Regions from separate parts of the Arachis hypogaea genome. Here region 2 is linked to region 1. A link is a contact called in public Hi-C data. All regions are on one chromosome and are shown on one strand. The core of a region is the stretch at or near the end of the contact, and the rest is flanking DNA. Distances in the headings are between cores, read along the strand shown.

Region 1 (4,307 bases), core at 680-3,179:
GTTATGGTAATTAAGGTAATGAAAATTACAAATGAAGAAACAATCAAGTAATGAAAATGATGTGGACAATTCCCTTAAATATTCCTTCAGTACAATCACTTAGTTTGTTCACTTGTTAACAGACAAAATTTTTTATTATCTTAAGAACAAACTAATAAAAATGTATCTGAATTATTTTGGTATGGACAAAAATGTCTTTGAATTTTATTATTAACTAAAATATTTTTAAATTATTTAAAAACAGGGTTAACCACAAAAAATATTCCCGAATTATTTAAATACTGACAAAAATACACTCAAATTTTACTATCGATAAAAGTTGCTTCAAATAATTTAAAAATACAACAATGATACCCAATAGTAAATATATATTTTTAAAAAATACCTTAGAGATTGAATTTTTATGCAATTTTTTGCAAGCATGATTATAAAAATAAGATATTATTATACATAAAATTTGGTGATTTTTCATTAAGTATATATTTTTTTATATTTTTTGTTGTTAACAACCAATAATACTTTTAAAAAATTACAAAATAATATATACTTAACAAAAATCACCGAATTTTAAGAATAATAATATCTTTTTTTTAATCATACTTGCAAAAAATTGCATCAAAATTCAATCTCTAATGTATTTTTTGAGAAATACATATTTAATATTAGTTTTTTTGCAAGATTATCTAACATTAAATATGTATTTCTCAAAAAATACATTAGAAATTGAACTTTGATACAATTTTTTGCAAACATGATTAAAAAAATGAGATATTATTATCCTTAAAATTTGGTGATTTTTCGTTGAGTATATATTTTTTTGTAATTTTTTTGTTAATAAATAATAATACTTTTAAAAATTCACAAAAAAATATATACTTATAAAAAATTACCAAATTTTAAGAATAATAATATCTCATTTTTTTAATTATGCTGGTAAAAAATCACATCAAAATTCAATCTCTAAAGTATTTTTTAAAATATATATATATATATATATATATATATATATATATATATATATTTACTATTGGGTATTGTTGTTGTGTTTTTAAATTATTTAAAGGCATTTTTTTCGATAATAAAATTTGGGTGTATTTTTGTTAGCATTTAAATAATTTGGGAGCGTTTTTGGTGATTAACCTTTAAAAATATGATAAAAATTTACACGGGTGAACTAACAGTGATGCGATAATTAGAGCTTCTTGTGTGGCAAGTGAGATTTTGACATTTAACAAATGAGCCACGTTATTCTTTTTCTTTAACAAAATAGATCTCCGATCATGGATGAATTTTTTTGACAGATTTTTAAAATATTAGAGAGTATTTTTGTCTAAAAATGCTATTCGTACACTAAAATTAGTTATTAAAATTAGCTATCAATATATTTTTATATAAATAAATGTGTGATTTAATTTATTTTTAATATGTATTTATATTCTAACATGTATTTTATACTTGTGGTTGATTTTAGTATATACGTAATATAATCTAATTTTGCTTATGACAAAATTTAGAGACATTTTTATCAAGATAATTCGAGTATATTTTTAATAATTTACCATTATCTTAATTAATCTTACCTTTATAATTTTATTATATATAAAAATAATAATAATAAATAGAAATCATATTCTATTAATAAATTATCTTAAGTTTAATAAAACAATAAGTTTTTTCCTTGAATGCCCGAATAACAGTATAAATTAAAAATTTGAATAATACAAAAATATATGATTCTGAAAATAAGATCGAATTGACCAGTCGAACCGGTTTAACCGAAAACCGACGGTATTAATAGTCCAGTCTTATATCCAAAACCGACAATTGAAGAATCGGCTAGAAACTGTTGAACCGGCCAAGAACCGGCCGGTTAGATCGGATCCGAAACTGGCCGGTTCTTACTAAACGATGCCGTTTTACTAAACAATAAACACCCTAATTTTTCAATTTTACCCTAGATCTCAGCAGCCTCCCCCTTCTTCCCCTGCCTCCAACTGTTGCTTCTCCTCTCCAACAACACCGTCGCCGCCTCTAACCACTCCGAGGTTCCCTGCGTCTCTGCTGGCGCCAGCCACTAGTTCGTCGGCGTTTGTCCAGCGCGCTGACCCTCACAACCCGCCGTTCTTCGACGGTGCGTTCGACTTTGCATTCTCCGCAAGGCTCGACGAGGCGCTGTTCCCGGCGAGATTCGCTACAGAGATGGATCCCCGTGTCAGGTCTGGTGGCTCGTGTGTTGTCGCCGTCGCGAGTGCGGGGATGATAAGGTGAGGGAGGTCGTTTATCTGTTCAGTAATGTTACCTTGGTTGGAATGAGAATGACAAGTATTGTTATGCAAACTTCTTGGTTGATGCTTGATTTTTCAGTACTTACTGGGTTTTTCACTTAATTAATTGGAATGCTTCCTCGTCCACTGGGTTATGTAACAATTAATTGTCAATTTTAGTTGTGTCATTCCTTTAATAATTATTTGGCAAAAGAATTTCTCTTATTGCTCAAAAGAATTCCTTTCATTATCTAATATCCATACAAGGAAAACATAATTTAAACCGTATGGGTAGTAATTTTGTACTTCTTTCTCTGTTGCAGCATTACACATTGTTTGAGTGAAAGTTTGGATCAGTAAATTGCATAACCAAAATAATCTATGTGATTGCTGTGTATAATCTTTAGTCTATTTCTTATATTTTTCATTTTACAAAGATAAGTTTATTTTTCTTTTTAAGTCTTACACTAATTCTCACTCGTTAGTACTTGTTTCAAATGAATATAACTAAGTTGAAGTGAATTATTCATGTCACTGTATAAAGGTTCGAGCTGGAATAGTTGGATACCCTAATGTTGGAAAGTCATCATTGATAAACCTAAGCGAAGAATGTGCCCTGCAGACCCCAGACCAAGAGTTACCCTAATTGTTCATGAAATTGTATTCTGTTAAAGTTGAAACTAATGGCTTCTAATGTTGAGTTCTTAACAAGTTTTTGCGAATTTTGATGATTGATAACAAATTTTTATGTTGGCATTTAATATTTAAATATTTCTTTTTACTATTTAACTTTTGAGTTTGTATTTTGATAAGATCATATAGCTTTAGTTGATGATATTTCATGTAGTGTTTTAAATTTGGAAGATATTTTAAGATTTATATTAGAATATAATTATATTTTAGAATGTTTATTTATAATTTATTTATTATTTTATTCTAAAATGATTTTTCCAGTTGAATCACGGTTGGACCGGTTGGATCAGTGAACCAGTGACTAAAACGGTTTGATGACCAGTAGTGAGTAGTAGCTGCTGGAACTCACTCTCACAGTCTCACTCCCTGCTGCTTAGACGCCGAAAAGACGGATTTGTCCTCACCTGGTTCTTCAGTGTTGCTAACTGAAATTGCAGCACGCTAACTTGTCTTCTCTTCACCATCTTGGCATCTTTTTCCAGAAAAAAGAAAAATAAAAAAAAGGGGATTTGGTAACCCTTGATGGAAATGGTGGTGATGCATGGTCGGGTAGTAAAGGTTGAAGCTGTGGAGGGAGACTTGCAGTGGTTCTGATTTCTGTTCATAATACTCTGATGTCATCCATGTCTGGAGAGAGTGAAACTGTGTCGTTTCAAGCTTCTGAAACTCAGAATACCATTCAAAGGATTCTACAATCATGCTCTAAAGTAAGATCAATCCCTTCTAAACCTCTAGACCTTTTTTCCTTTCATCTTTTTCCCTTTTCTTTGTTATTTAGTTAATTTGATTTGGTTTCAATTGAATGCTTGCATCATTTCTAAACTCGAATGAAATTAACAACTTTGATCAAGCTTAACACTTTGTTTTTGTTCATTTTTATTTAATCAAGCTAGAGCATAGATGAAGTAAGCAATTAAATTTATGAATCAAGAAAAAGAAAAGCTTTATAATGCGTTATTAGTTTATTAGATTTTAATGATTTTAGTATAGACCTAGTTTACTACTACAGTATAGGATTATGAGATACATTAGCTGAACTCACATAGTGGAAGAAGAATTTGTTATTGTTATAGTTGTTATGGTTTGGGGAGCAATAAATGAAAAGCATGTTTGATATGCTTTGATTTTTACACTTTGTAGCTGGTTGAGGCTGGCGATATCCATGAGTCTGACAGCACAATCTCAGAGCTTGTCAACTTCCTTGATTCTTTATCGGATGCCGCTCTTTCAGACCTAAACAATGAGCCTGCGCAGAATGATGCATTTGATGCTCTCACTGAGATCCATCAATATATATGTTCTCCTTCTCTTGCCCAGGTGAGGTTAAACTTCGGCCTTTCATTCATGTTT
Region 2 (4,307 bases), core at 717-3,216, 440 kb before region 1:
ACTCTCAGGATTGATGTAGTTAAATGCAATTATGTTTTTACATGTACCATATCCCAAAACCCTTACATATTTTAGCGCGTTAGGTGTTGGAAGATAGTCTCTGCTGAAGAATGCGTCGATGTCCCCATCAGTTATGTTGGGATTCAATACGAACTCCTGCTTATTTGCATGGTTTTTGGCTTAGAGCAAGAGCGAAGCATAACTAACGAAGCGGATTCAGAAGTCTTGGAAAACATTATTGAAAAGTTTAACGGAAGTGACCATACTGTGTGTTGCTGCAATTGTGACTGTGTCCAAGCTGTCTTCAACGCCATGAGTTGCATAATGTATGCTGATAGTTCTTGGCCCGGCAGCAGGCAGTTGAAGTCTTCCCTGTCGAGCTTCATGTCACCTCTTTTAAATAGCGTCTCCTTAGGGTTCATGGAGTCTCCGAATATGTAAGCTATTGAATGGGCCTCTTCCAAACAATACCGCATGGCCTTTGTTATCTTGAATCTCAAATGAATAAACTAAAAAAACAATATAACCATTGCTTAGATTACAAGTATGAGTTATGGATTATTGCATGTAAACAAGATTGACAACCAGAACTTACCGGCAGGAAAACGACCCCAACCAGCGCAGAGGAGATTTGGGAGGGCGCCTCCCTTGGGGGCCTTCGAATCTTTCCGAATTTTTTCATCTCTTCCGATGATTCTAGTGTTAGTTTAGGAAGTTTTGATGGATTCAGATTTACACCAAAAATGGCTAACGGAAGTTCCAATGCCATCTCCGAGTCTCACATGAAGGAAGAAGCATAAACATGTTTACATTACAAGACAACAACGTTCATTGGTCACAAACCCTAAGCAATAAAAAAGGATGAAGCTTCACTGGTCCCTTGGTGTTGGTAGGGAGGTGTGACTATTAAACTGCAGGGGAGGCCCTCACCTCAAAGGCACCGAGGTATGGTGGTGGGGTCTTCAGTGCAGTTGTAGCTTTTACTTGCATCATAGACCCAAAAATGATGGTCCCTTCATTCCAAGAGCCATGAAGATTTGGGAGGAGGGGGTATCACCACCACTTCTTTTCGGTGGGATCTTAGTGCCTCCAGAGTCGGTACGACTTCCCACCGCATCAGCTGCATGCCTTAAGGGGGTTCGTGTACACTCCATGACCACGCTATCGATGGCTGTGACGGTAACATTTGGCGGAACCATTCTTTCTTCAGATGGGGCCCCATGTTGAGGCTGTATGAATATTTCCATGCATGCCTCAACCAATGCGAGGCCCTGCCTCATTTCATCATCCATACGACCAACTCGTTCTGCATCCTTCTTATGTGCCTGTATTGCAAAACATAGAGATGAAAAAGGTAAAAACATAGACACGATGTTCACATTTTTTTAGATGTTATGAGGGAGTGACCTACGTCTAACACCTTCATCAGGTTCTTACTTAATTCATTCATTTTCCTATTCAGCTCCACCAAAGCAGCGGCAACAGTAGCCTGTTGACAACGGAAAGGGGTAAGGTAGATTACAGAATTATACGTGAAATGCAACTAAATCAGGAAAAAAATTACAGCCATGAAAAAATGTTGTCACATTTACACCACAAACGTCTCTGCCGTTGGGTCACTCAGCATCTTGATCCATCACATTCCCCGCATCGTCCTCCCCTTCTTTTGTAGAGTCGACATCGATAATGTTGGTTGCGTTGTCGTCCATGCTTTCCTAGCTACACCTGCTCCAAAGCTTTTCTGGCTATTGTCTGAGAAGGTGTAAAGAGAGGGAGAAAGGTGGAACTTGTTAAGAGAGGGAGTTTTCATTTGCCTTTTATGATAGTCGAAAATTGCTACTCTTGCTTACATTGCATTAGAGAAATAGGTAGGATATGATGAAGCTTGTTAGATAGGCCGTAGAGAGACCTTGGAAAAGAACAGCCGCTGCAGAGGTCGTTGTCATTGTGTCAAACCCTAGGGTTGATACAAAATTCAATTTGAATATTTATCATGAAATTCACGAACAAGCTATTTCAAAGATGCCGTTTCTAAACCGTGGCCACCTGTTATAAACAACCCCTTAAAAAAAATTACACACACACCAAGATATTAATTTTCGTTCGATGTTGGTAACCACCACATGAAGTGTAACGACAATCATGAATATACAAAGAAAACGAACACAACTGTGGCATATTATCAGGCTTTTGGGATTTTTTCTTTTATACGAAGGTTTTGGGAAAAAGGGTTTTTAAGTTGTCTACATAAACATTTTGTTCCAAAAATTAGGCTTTACACATGATGTGGTTACCCAAATGGGCTTTTTTTTTGTCAAAATAAAACAAATTTATTTCAGCCATAGCCCAAAAAAGCCCAAAGTTTTAAGTTGTGTACCAACATGAGGTTCTAATGGCTTACAATTTCTAACTGTGGACATCTGCATGGAAAAAAATTTTTGTGCTCCGCTCTTCCATCATTGAACAGAACAATTTTTTTTATTACCTGTTAAAATGTGGGGCAAGTCAAAGGGGCACGTTATGAAATCATTAGACTGTCTTGCACGCGATGTCACTCCTTTGATGTGTATGTTTCTATGGGCACAGCACTCCACGTGAGATCACTTATAGGGGGTAGCACGAGGTCTGACTTAGTGTTTCTACAAACACGCTATTGATTGGTTTTCTTTGCCAATAGCTAAGTCATGTAAGATTCGTTATCGATTACGAGTTGGGGAGAAAAAAAGAAAACCCCTTTACTTATTGTTTCACAAAAAAAATCACGAAATCACACCATTTAAAAATGCTCTCACGAATACTTAGGTACATGGGGGATAATTATTCTAGTCCAGTAACCATCCTTTTTTTTTCTCAGTGATAGTTATATTTTCTTGCTACCACCAAGTTTTGAATCTAAACCCCCATGACGCGCTGAACGAATTAAGTTGCAAAATTTATAACATTTTTGAAGTGTACCTTCCCCACCCCACGCTCCACACTCCGCCATTTATAGAACAGCCAATGCCGTTCCATAGTTTCAATGTTTTAGAATTTGAAGTAACTATTATTCTCGCACACATGATCAATGAATCGTACAGGTTTACACAAAAATATATTATCGATGTTAACTACATCACTATCTGGTTACCATTCTATTCATCCCAAAGTAGTAACATCATATATGACAGTCAAAACAAGACAAGTAATACATGTTCACGGGACTCAGACTCGCTGAAGCTTACACAACACGACGACCCACCGTCGACGACAAAATTCACAACAAAAGACACCCCCACCCGTCGGGACACAGTGGGATCATGTTCTTACTTTTGGCATTCCTTCAGGTTAAACAGTATGGAGAGTTGTTCGATTATCCTCGATAGTTGTATGAAAAGATCCAACTTTTCAGCCTCAAACTGTGACACGCGGCCTTCCAAGGATGCAACGGCCTCCTGCAACAAGGGTATGACATCAGCATCTGCATACACCACCGCATTAAAATAAAAACAGCATGCATACGCTCAACATTGTATTTGCTTCAACTTGCCCAACATAATATGAACACCAACTCCATTAACTTATGAATACATACCTTGTGAGGTCGTGCCTTCAACAGGAGATTGTGTGGCTACTGAGTGTTGGGTTTTCACTCCCACCTGCTTCCAGAAATTTTCATACTTTGTAAAGGGACCCCAAGTCGGTTCAAAAACTCGGCGGTAATAGCTGTCATCTCGAACATGGAAGCCAGTTTCTGTCGGTAGAGGAGCATACCCACTGATTGGAACATCTTCGGCCACGGACACAAGCTGAAGTTCACCACCACTTAAAGATCCACCGTTGACCTGGCCACCACTGAACTCAAACCATGCCTTCCACCCCGCTTCATACCACCCCGCTTCATAGGTCGGATATCTGCGGTGAAGATTGTGGGAAAACTCGGTTACCTCAGGCTCTGCTACCTCGCAAGTCGGATATATTCCAGGATGCCTCCCTTTGAATACAACATAACAATCCTGATTACTCCCGGGCACCATAGCGTCAGTAATCTTGAACCTCCCTTTTGTGTTTTGCTTGGATTGTGGTAATGAATAAGGACAACTTTGGGGGAGGGTTTAATAGTTTAATAGGTGAAAACTATCCCCAATGTTGCATAAAAAAATGTACCCACACAAGATGATTGGGCCGCTAAGCTCGTTTTGCTATCCACACCTAAATATGACTAGGCTTCATGAGCAACTTACCTTATAAAGTGGTGTTGCCCCGTATAGTTGAGATTATGAATAATGGATAATATTTTTTTTTAGTAGAATATTGTATTTAAAAGTTGA

The links. A called contact is a pair of places that touch in the nucleus more often than the background predicts.
Region 2: a contact with region 1 is called in a Hi-C map of an unstated tissue, with 7 times the contacts expected there. The contact joins the promoter of LOC112754588 here to the promoter of LOC112754584 in region 1. A contact is called at or near these places in 3 of 8 Hi-C or Micro-C datasets (leaf and an unstated tissue).

Annotation. Positions count from the first base shown.
Region 1 is chr16:104,138,213-104,142,519 of arahy.Tifrunner.gnm2.J5K5, reverse strand. LOC112754584 (aberrant root formation protein 4) reads left to right here and starts at 1,929. Exons shown (of 15, transcript XM_025802266.3): 1 at 1,929-2,264; 2 at 3,219-3,664; 3 at 4,098-4,274. The coding sequence starts at 3,572.
Region 2 is chr16:104,580,176-104,584,482 of arahy.Tifrunner.gnm2.J5K5, reverse strand. It overlaps LOC112754588, which reads right to left and starts at 1,966. Exons shown (of 10, transcript XR_011874396.1): 1 at 1,851-1,966; 2 at 1,587-1,752; 3 at 1,412-1,489; 4 at 596-1,325; 5 at 267-509; 6 at 67-156. LOC112754587 reads right to left here and starts at 4,196. Exons shown (of 2, transcript XR_011874395.1): 1 at 3,572-4,196; 2 at 3,095-3,431.